Linked DNA regions of Mus musculus: region 1 is linked to region 2. The links are chromatin contacts, called in public HiChIP or PLAC-seq maps. All regions are on one chromosome and are shown on one strand. The core of a region is the stretch at or near the end of the contact, and the rest is flanking DNA. Distances in the headings are between cores, read along the strand shown. Region 1 holds the start of Rab10os (RAB10, member RAS oncogene family, opposite strand). Region 2 has its middle 110 kb from the start of Rab10os.

Region 1 (4,023 bases), core at 747-3,246, 110 kb after region 2:
TTAACTCTTTTCTGTGTTAAATCACTTTTCTTCCTGCTATAACACCTTGTACAGGTTTCTTCATAATGTGCTTATGAAAATACATCAAGATAATGAAATGCAGTGTATACAACTAAAGAACATACAATAAGATCCTTATTGCATTTAGAAATTCACATCAATTAAGTGAAAATGTCTTGTTTTCTTTGAATAAAAAGAGTTATAATGAATTCTAATGTGTCTAATTACTAGTACACCTGGTCACTACATCACAGATGGGATGGTCACTGCATCTCAGGTGGAATGGTCACTGCATCAAAGTTGGAATTGTCACTGCATCACAGGTGGGATAGTCACTGCATCACAGGTGGGATGGTAACTATATCTCAGGTGGCATGGTCATTGCATCCCAAGTGGGATGGTCAAAACATCTCAAGTGGGATGGTCACTGATTCTCTGGTAAGACTCACTACATCTCTCAGATGGGGTGGTCACTGCATCCCATGTGGGATGTTCACTGCATCTCAGGTAAGATGGTCACTGCATCTCAGGAGGGATGGATACTACATCTCAGGTGGGGTGGTCACTGCATCACAGGTGGGATTGTCATAGTATCTCACGTGAGATAGTCACAACATCTCAGGTGGCATGGTCACTGCATCTCAGGTGGGACAGTCACTGCATCACTAGTGGGATTGTCATCCCATCTCACTTGGGATGGTCACAACTTCACACGTGGGATAGTCACTGAATCTTAGGTGGATGGTCACTGCATTTCTGTTAAGACGACTCTCTACATCTCAGGTTGGATAGTCATTGCATCCCATGTGGGATTTTCACTGTATCTCAGGTAAGATGGTGACTTCATCTCAGGAGAGACGATCACATCTCAAGTGGTCACTTCATCTCAGGTGGGATGGTCACTACATCTCAGGTGGGATAGTCAACTGCATCACAGGTGGGATTATCATCCCATCTCACCTGGGATGGTCACTACATTTCAGATGGCATAGTCACTGCATCCTAGGTGGAATGGTTACAACATCTCAGGTGGCATGGACACTGCATCTCATGTAAGAATCACTCAGGTAGAATGTTCACTGCATCAAAGGTGAGATGGTCACTGCATCTCAGGTGGATGGTCACTGTATCTCAGGTAGGATAATCACTGTCAATACATCTCAAGTGGCATGCTCACTACATCTCATGTGGGATGGTCACTGCATCACAGTTGGGATCGTCACTGCATCTCAGGTGAGATGGTTACTGCATCTCAGGTAAGAGTCATTACATCTCCCTTGGGATGGTCACTGCATCACAGGTGAGATGGTTACTGCATCCGCTCCGGTTGGTGTCAAAGGATATGGATTTGCCTGCGGTGAAGCGGCCACGGTGAGGGGAGGCCGGGCATGCGGGCGCTTCGACCCGGTGACAGGGCAGCGTATTAATACGGTACGTTCCTGGGAGGTTAGACCCGGAGATGTACAGGTAGGAACTACACCTCCCAGCGTGCCTCCCAGTGAAACTCGGGGCTACTGTGGCGTCACTTCCTATGGCAAACAGGAAGTCATGCCTAAAGCAGGAAATAACTGCAACTCCCAGCATGCTTGAACCCTAACTTCCAGACAGGAAGTTCCTCCGTTCCAACAGGAAGTGAGTCCTTCTACCGCATTGTAAATCTCACGAGAACTCGGAGCGGCAGCGTGACATTGAAGACTTCCAGTTCCGGGTTCCGCTGATCAGAAGCGGACAAGCAAACAGCGGATGTGCAGTTCCTCTCTTCGCCGAACCCGGTTTTCCCTTTCGGAGCAGCGCGACCGATTTCCGGTTTCCCCGCCGCAACCACCGTTACCCCCCCCCCGCCCCAATCCCCGGCGACTCCAGCGACGTCACCGGTTCAGCTCCTGACCTTTCGGCGAACCGCAGAACCACAGGCGACCCGTTCGACGTCATCACTCCCCGCCCAGATGTCGCTGTGACATCACCCCGCACGTGCCTGCGCTGGCACCGCGTCGTCCTGGCGAGCGCCTCCTCGCGGCGGAAGGAGATCCTGGGGTTCGCTGTGCGAGACATGTCGGCGGGGTTTCACGTGAGTGACACTTGGTCCCCACGGGATTGACAGCGACTAGCGGAGTGGCATGTGGACGTAGCTTCAGGTGAGTGACCTGTTTTTTCCCAAGAGGCACTGACAGACAGGCCAGGGACGGAGCCTGAGCGAGGGCTGGGAGTGGCTGAGCGTGAGTGACAGGGGCCTGGGGCGGGGTCTTAACTAAGCTCCTGCAAGAGACATAGATTTGCATGGGGTCTAAGTTTCATTGCTGCTCGTTTGCATGAATTTGAGTGAATTTGAATGGCTGCTTGGTTTTGTTCTACCCAGGTTTATATAACCTCCCCTGACCTGTATAAATTAGCATATCGTGTACGTTGGGAATTTGCATACGCTCATGTGACATCAGTTTCGCATGATGAAAATTTGCATAAATTTGCATAATGACAGCTCCCCTGAGTAAATTTCCATAAACATAAACGATGTTATGGCTTTACTCTGCGTGTATTTGTCATGTAAATTTGCATGCATTTGCATAAAACTGCATGACGTTATGGCTTTTCCTGAGTTCAGATGATGTCACAGTTTCCCTCCTTGCCATTGACACGTGTCCAGATGATGTCATCACCCTGTGACACCCCCCCCCCCGCATTTGTATATATTGTATATATTCTCTTGACGTCCTGGCTGGGGGTGTGCCCAAGAGTGATTGAGTCATTGTGGGCAGGGCCTTGACGCGTGTCTGACCCCACCCATTCACCCCTTCCCCCCACCCCAGGGCCTGGCCTTCATGGTCGTCCATCCTGCCTTCCCCGAGATGCTGAGCAAGGCCACCTGGCCCTGCCTCCAGTACTTTGCCGCGAGGGGGGGGGGGCACAAAGGTCAGTGGGAAGGGGCCTCAGGGTAGCTACTTTCATCTTTTTAGGAAGATGGGCGTGGTCTGTTGGTGGCCATACCCACTGTAAGTGGCATCATGATTGCAGTTCTGAGTTTGGGAGAAGAGGGTGGGTTCTGGGGATGATGGAGCGGGGAAATGAGGTCACCACACCAACCACAAGTGATGTCACTTCCTGCTTTTTGGGAGCTTTATGGGCAAGACATCAGGATGGTGGGTGGGGCCAGGCCCACTGGAAGTGATGTCATTTTCAGGATTTCTGACTTGTGGGTGGGGCTTCTGTGAGGGGCTGCCAGGAAGTCTGGTATGATGTCACTTCCAGCTCCACCCGTCCCTCCCCCAGGAAGACCCAGAGACCTTGACCCTGTGGTGGTGTGTGGCCCTGCCCCTTCCACACCCATTGCAGGCCTCGACCCTTTTCATCTTATCCCCGCCCACTTCCCAACGCCATTGCACACTTCCAGCCAAGCCCACTGTGCCTGGCCATGCCCTCCACTTCCTGTCCCGCCCATCACCTCAGGCCCTGCCTGCTTACTTCCTGTCATGCAAATTTGTGCAAATCTATTCAGGTGACCTCACTGACCCCGCCCCTGACTCCACCCCTTGTGATGACCCCACCACTGACCCACAGGCCTTGGAGGGGCTGATCCTGGAGAAGTCAAAGGACCAGGAGGACGCCATGGGGGGTGCTGTACAGGTGAGTGGGGCCTTCTGGGGACGGAGCAGGCAGAACAGAAAGTGACATCATAGGAGAAAACAGGAAGTGAAAAGTGGGACTGGAAGTGGTGGGCATAGTCAAGAAGTGATGGGCATGGTGGTTTGGTGGGCATGGCCTGGATGAACCCTGACCCCTGTGACCCCGTCCCATCCCCCAGGCTGAGCAGGAAGCAGAGCAGCACAGCGTCATCATGAGGGTAGCCATCTTCACCTGGGGCATCCACGGAGGTGAGCAGAGTGTTGTGGGCAGGTTCACAGGGTCAATGTTGGCAGTGGGGGGGGCGGGGGGGAGCGTTACTTTGTGGGGCGGGGCCTGGGGTGACGTCATTGGGGAGGGAGCTTCCTGTCTATGCCATAACTTACTTTCTGCAGGGTCATAACCTGG
Region 2 (4,535 bases), core at 542-3,041:
CATATAATCTAATTTCTTTACATCATTAAAATAGTAATGGCTTAAGATAATATTTTGGTATTTTTAGAAAATATGCATGTCAAATTGTAAAAGTTTGTTCTCAGTGTCCTCAGTTTCTACCTGTTTCCACATAATGGTGTTAATTCTTGAGGGCTTATACTTAATCAATTGCTACTCTTATTTCTGATTAATAAATAAATAAAATATGCACATGTGACTATTTAATACCTTTTCAGGCTTTCTAGTTATGAAAAGGATCCACTTATTGGCACATGGCATGAGCCTGAACAAAAAGTTAATATGGGGAAGAGAGGGGGTGTTTTTTTCCACAGAATGCTGCAGAAGCATGCTAGCTTCCAAAATGATTCCTGTGACAGGCTGACCTGTGAGTTCCTGAGTGCCCTGACAGTGTTGACAAGAAAGCTGTATTGAGCACACAGAGAAAGAGGAATCAGGGAGAGCAGCCACTTGCAAACAAGATGAAGAAACTTCTTATCTCCGGCATGGGCTACAGTAAGGAGAGCCGACCTGGTGTCAACTTGGGGACAACTAAAAATGATGACTCATGAGGCAGAGGGACTGCTACAGAGTATTGGACAAGATTTTGTCAGAGACACTGTTTTTGGCCATTCAGACCAACTCCCCTATAGCTGTAAAAGCTTGTGTACCTTACCTGAAGGCTATATTGTTAGATAATTTTAAGAGTTAAGATCACCAATCTTGGCGAGTCTTTTCATATTCACTGTAATTCTTGTCAATTAACTAATTGTGTAAATCCTAATTTAGATAAGGAACCTGCTGTTATGATTTTGTTAAAGAGACCTGCTTATGTTTTGCTGCCTATTAGAGTTAAGAAATGATCCTTGGTTTAAAAATCTGGGAATGCAAACTTTGAAAAGGTATCTACCACAGCCTTAGTTCAGCAGCTGCATACTGCTCATTTTGTTAATGATAAGCATAGGAATATTTCCATAGCTTTGTCAGAGCAACATATTATAGATAAAAAATTGGAGGCAAAGGTTAATGTCTTAGAAGTAGTAGTCTTAGCAATAGGACAGAATATAGCAAATATTAAAGCTAGAAAAACAGAAATTTCAGATATTAGCAAAAGTCACTTGGACACTTTGAACATTGATAAATTGGCCAGAGATTTAAAAAATAACCTAAGTGCATTGAATCCCCTAGATTGGGTTCAATATATAATCCTACTTGCTATTATTATTGCCATTATTTTATTAGTAATCATTGTGTTTACACTCATCTTTAGAGTACTTTTGAGATCTGTAGCTACGACGAAGCGGGACATTCTGGAACTTAGGCTGAAAAATAAAAATGAAAGGGAGAGAATGCTATACACCTACGCACACTCCAGTGAAGTCTGCTTGGCAGGCCGAGAGGCCTGGAAGCACTCACGAGGCAGAGTTTCAAGGAAACTCAAAACGGAACCTTGGCATTCTCATAACCCATATACTCATACCCTATCCCCGTGTTAGTCTGGTGTATGGATGCACGTGCTCTCTTTTAGTATTATTTTATTATAAGTGCCTTTAAAGATTGAATTCTGACATAGCTAAGCCTTTGCCAGTGTTCCAACGTCTCAAAATCCTTGAAGCCTACAAACTTGGAATTCAGTAGGAATTCAGTAAGAATGTTACCTATTCAGTAACATTCAAATTTACTTCTAATAGACAGTGAAACTAATTAAGCATTACAAAGAACAGAGCTAGAATAGCTCAGGACTAGTCTGGAGAGTGATTACCTAGGACAGTAGCCAGACTTACCCAAACAAGGGAATACACAATGGCCTAGCTAATAGGTGGGTTTACCACTTAAGAGTTAGGAAATCCCAGTGAGACAGGAATCTTCACTACAGCCAGGTATAGCAGGCTATATATTGTATATTAGAAGCAAATTGGTGAATTCTTCTGACAAAAGGAAATTCCCCACAAATACTTTAAAGAACAGCCAAGTTACACTCATATAAGAATTTATCAAGGCCTAGGAAATAGGGGGGTTGTGGTATTGCATTATTCATGAGAAGGTCTGCTAGAGCAGAACCCCCTGGTGCTAGCCTTCACAAGGCTCAAAGGAGTAGCACAAATTGTGACTTGGGTGTGAAATCCTTACCTGTCATTAGCTGACCCTAGACAGGGCTGTTTTATCTTTACTGTAAATATTACCTGGTTCCTGTAAGTCCTTTTGAAGTCATTCCTTTGTTTTGTGTCAGGTAACTTCAATGTACTTTGCCTGCCATGACAACCTAACCCTTTGTTTTCTGTATTATACAAGACTAGTTTATACTTTGTGAAAATACACTCAGATTCTACACAATCTCTTGTGTCACTTCTATTTGTCATTCGCTGACTCCTGTCCACCTGCAACTAGAGACCCGCTCTACACAGACAGAGACCAAAAAGGGTCTGTGGCAAAGCCACATTCATTGAAGAGGGAAATCTGAACCTCCAGCACCATCCTTCATAGAGACCTGTGTGCCACCACTTGGTCTACTCCAGAAAGCTCAGAACTGGAAGTTCAAGTTCTGGCTATTCCCAACTGGCAGATGACATTGAGCCCTCCTCTTAACTTCTCTAAGCCTTAGTATCCTATTACTAAAATGAGTAGGGACTCAGTGGGGTTGAGACATTCTTACAAGTGTACCTTCCACAGTTCCTCCTTGTCACCACAGGAATGGGGGCTGTTAGCATTTATGACTTCTGACATCTAAACCAGCATGAGATTTGGAGAATAAACTACAAATTGCACAAGACTTAGTAGCCATTTCAAAGTTTTAAAGATTTTTTCCAACATATTTTATTTCAGGTGACATGGTAGTTTCATGCAAAACAACTATTAAAGGATAATTCTGCAACTTTTTAGTAATTATATTGTTTGGTGTATTTTAGCTTATTAGTAGAATAAATGTGAAGCATCTTGTTTTAGTTACTGAAGAAGAGAAGCTGTTAAAAGAAAATTCTTAAATATTGCCTGTTTCCATCTATCCAAGATATCCATTTTTATGGACTAACTGAGTCAGCCCATGAAATTTTGCTGAATTTGAGCCCTGACTCCTTCAGGGAGCTTGTGTGTAGTCATGAACTGACCAAAAGGTCACCTGAAATTAGGACTGCTTGACCACCACAGCAGCCTCTCCCCTCCATCCCTATCTCTAGTGGATCACACAGACCTTGCCCTCTACACTTTCTAACCCCCACTCACTGATGTATCCCAGCCTCCAACTCCAGCAGGCAGGCATTCCCTGGGAATTGCCAGCCCCCTCTGACCAGAGAAGCATGAAGCTTCTCTTCACTTGTCAGACTACTTCTACTCCAAATCCAGTCACAAATTCTTATCCCTATCTCTGTAGGAGACAACTTGCCTCCCCCTTCTCTGTCCCCATCTCTAGCAAAAAAAACTCAGATCTTCTCCAACTGCCCTCTCCACTCCCATCATGTCACCCTCCAACTCTTGCAGGCATTCTCCATGAACTTGACAGCCAAAGCTGCCAGAGAAACAAGTAGAGCAGAGAAGAAGATAAAAGACCTTTAGATCTCCACTCTCCCTCCTTTCCTTTCTATCAAGTTCCCCAGTCTATTCCTAGCTCTGTAGTGGACTACCTCTTGGGGCCTCTCCTCATTCTCTTTCCCCATCCCTAGGAAACTAAGCAGGCCCAAGTGGAATTCTCTGCATTCCTCTTACTGTAGACCTCTGCAGAACTCCCAGACCATCCCAATACCTGGAAACACATTTTACCCAGAACCCCCAGTAACCATACTTACCCAGATCCTAGAAGAAATTGTTATCAGGCAACTTATAGCTACCACACTCTCCTAAGAACAGAAAGGGCAACAGAAACCAATGAACAAAGCACCCACCCAACAAAGACAACACCAGATATCAGGATCTAGATCAGTGGTTCTCAACCTTCCTAATGCTGCACCTTTGTTATAGTTCCTCAGGATGTGGTAACCTTTCCAACCATGAAATTATTTCATTGCTACTTCACAGCCACAATTTAGAAACTTATGAATTATAATGTAAGCATCTGATATGCAGGATATCTAATATATGATCCTTGTGAAAAAAGACCCAAAATGGGTCATGATGACAGGTTGAGAACCACTGGTCTAGAATTACAGCCTTCCCAAACACAGATGCCTAGATGGCAGCATAAAAACACAGCCAGTAACAACCAGGACAATACGTCTTCACTACAGACAATCAACCCTAACAAAGTAAGTACTGGAACATGGCTGAAGCACAAAACAAATACTTTAAAATAACTTTTATGAATATCATAGAGGTCCTAAAACAGAAAATGCATAAATAAATCCTTTAAAGAAATCTACGAAAACACAAATAGTAGAAGGAAATGAACGGACAGTTCAAGACTGTTTTTTTATTTATTAATCTTTTTTTTTTTTTTACATTTCAAATATTATTCCCCATCCCAGTTTCCCCTCCACTAACCTTCCAACCCCTACCTCTACCCCTATCCTTTGCCTCTAAGAGGGTGCTCACCCACTCACCCACCTGTT

What was found. HiChIP or PLAC-seq counts read pairs in DNA pulled down with a chosen protein or histone mark.
Region 1: an H3K27ac HiChIP or PLAC-seq map of epiblast stem cells shows a contact between it and region 2. The contact joins the promoter of Rab10os here to the enhancer-like site in region 2. A contact is called at or near these places in 4 of 115 datasets of contacts at active chromatin or transcription factors (bone marrow-derived macrophages, embryonic stem cells, epiblast stem cells and 1 more) and 1 of 9 other capture datasets (embryonic stem cells).

The regions. Positions count from the first base shown.
Region 1 is chr12:3,233,795-3,237,817 of GRCm38.p6, forward strand. It overlaps Rab10os (RAB10, member RAS oncogene family, opposite strand), which reads left to right and starts at 1,997. Exons shown (of 7, transcript NR_015551.1): 1 at 1,997-2,135; 2 at 3,491-3,618; 3 at 3,797-3,866.
Region 2 is chr12:3,125,775-3,130,309 of GRCm38.p6, forward strand. No RefSeq gene overlaps it. Among named protein-coding and RNA genes, the nearest start is that of Rab10os, 110 kb to the right of the region's middle. Within about 2 kb of position 1,792, at least 7 of the 459 cell types and tissues checked have an H3K27ac peak or open chromatin away from gene starts, as enhancers often do. A contact at or near this core is called in embryonic stem cells and epiblast stem cells, where this site is marked.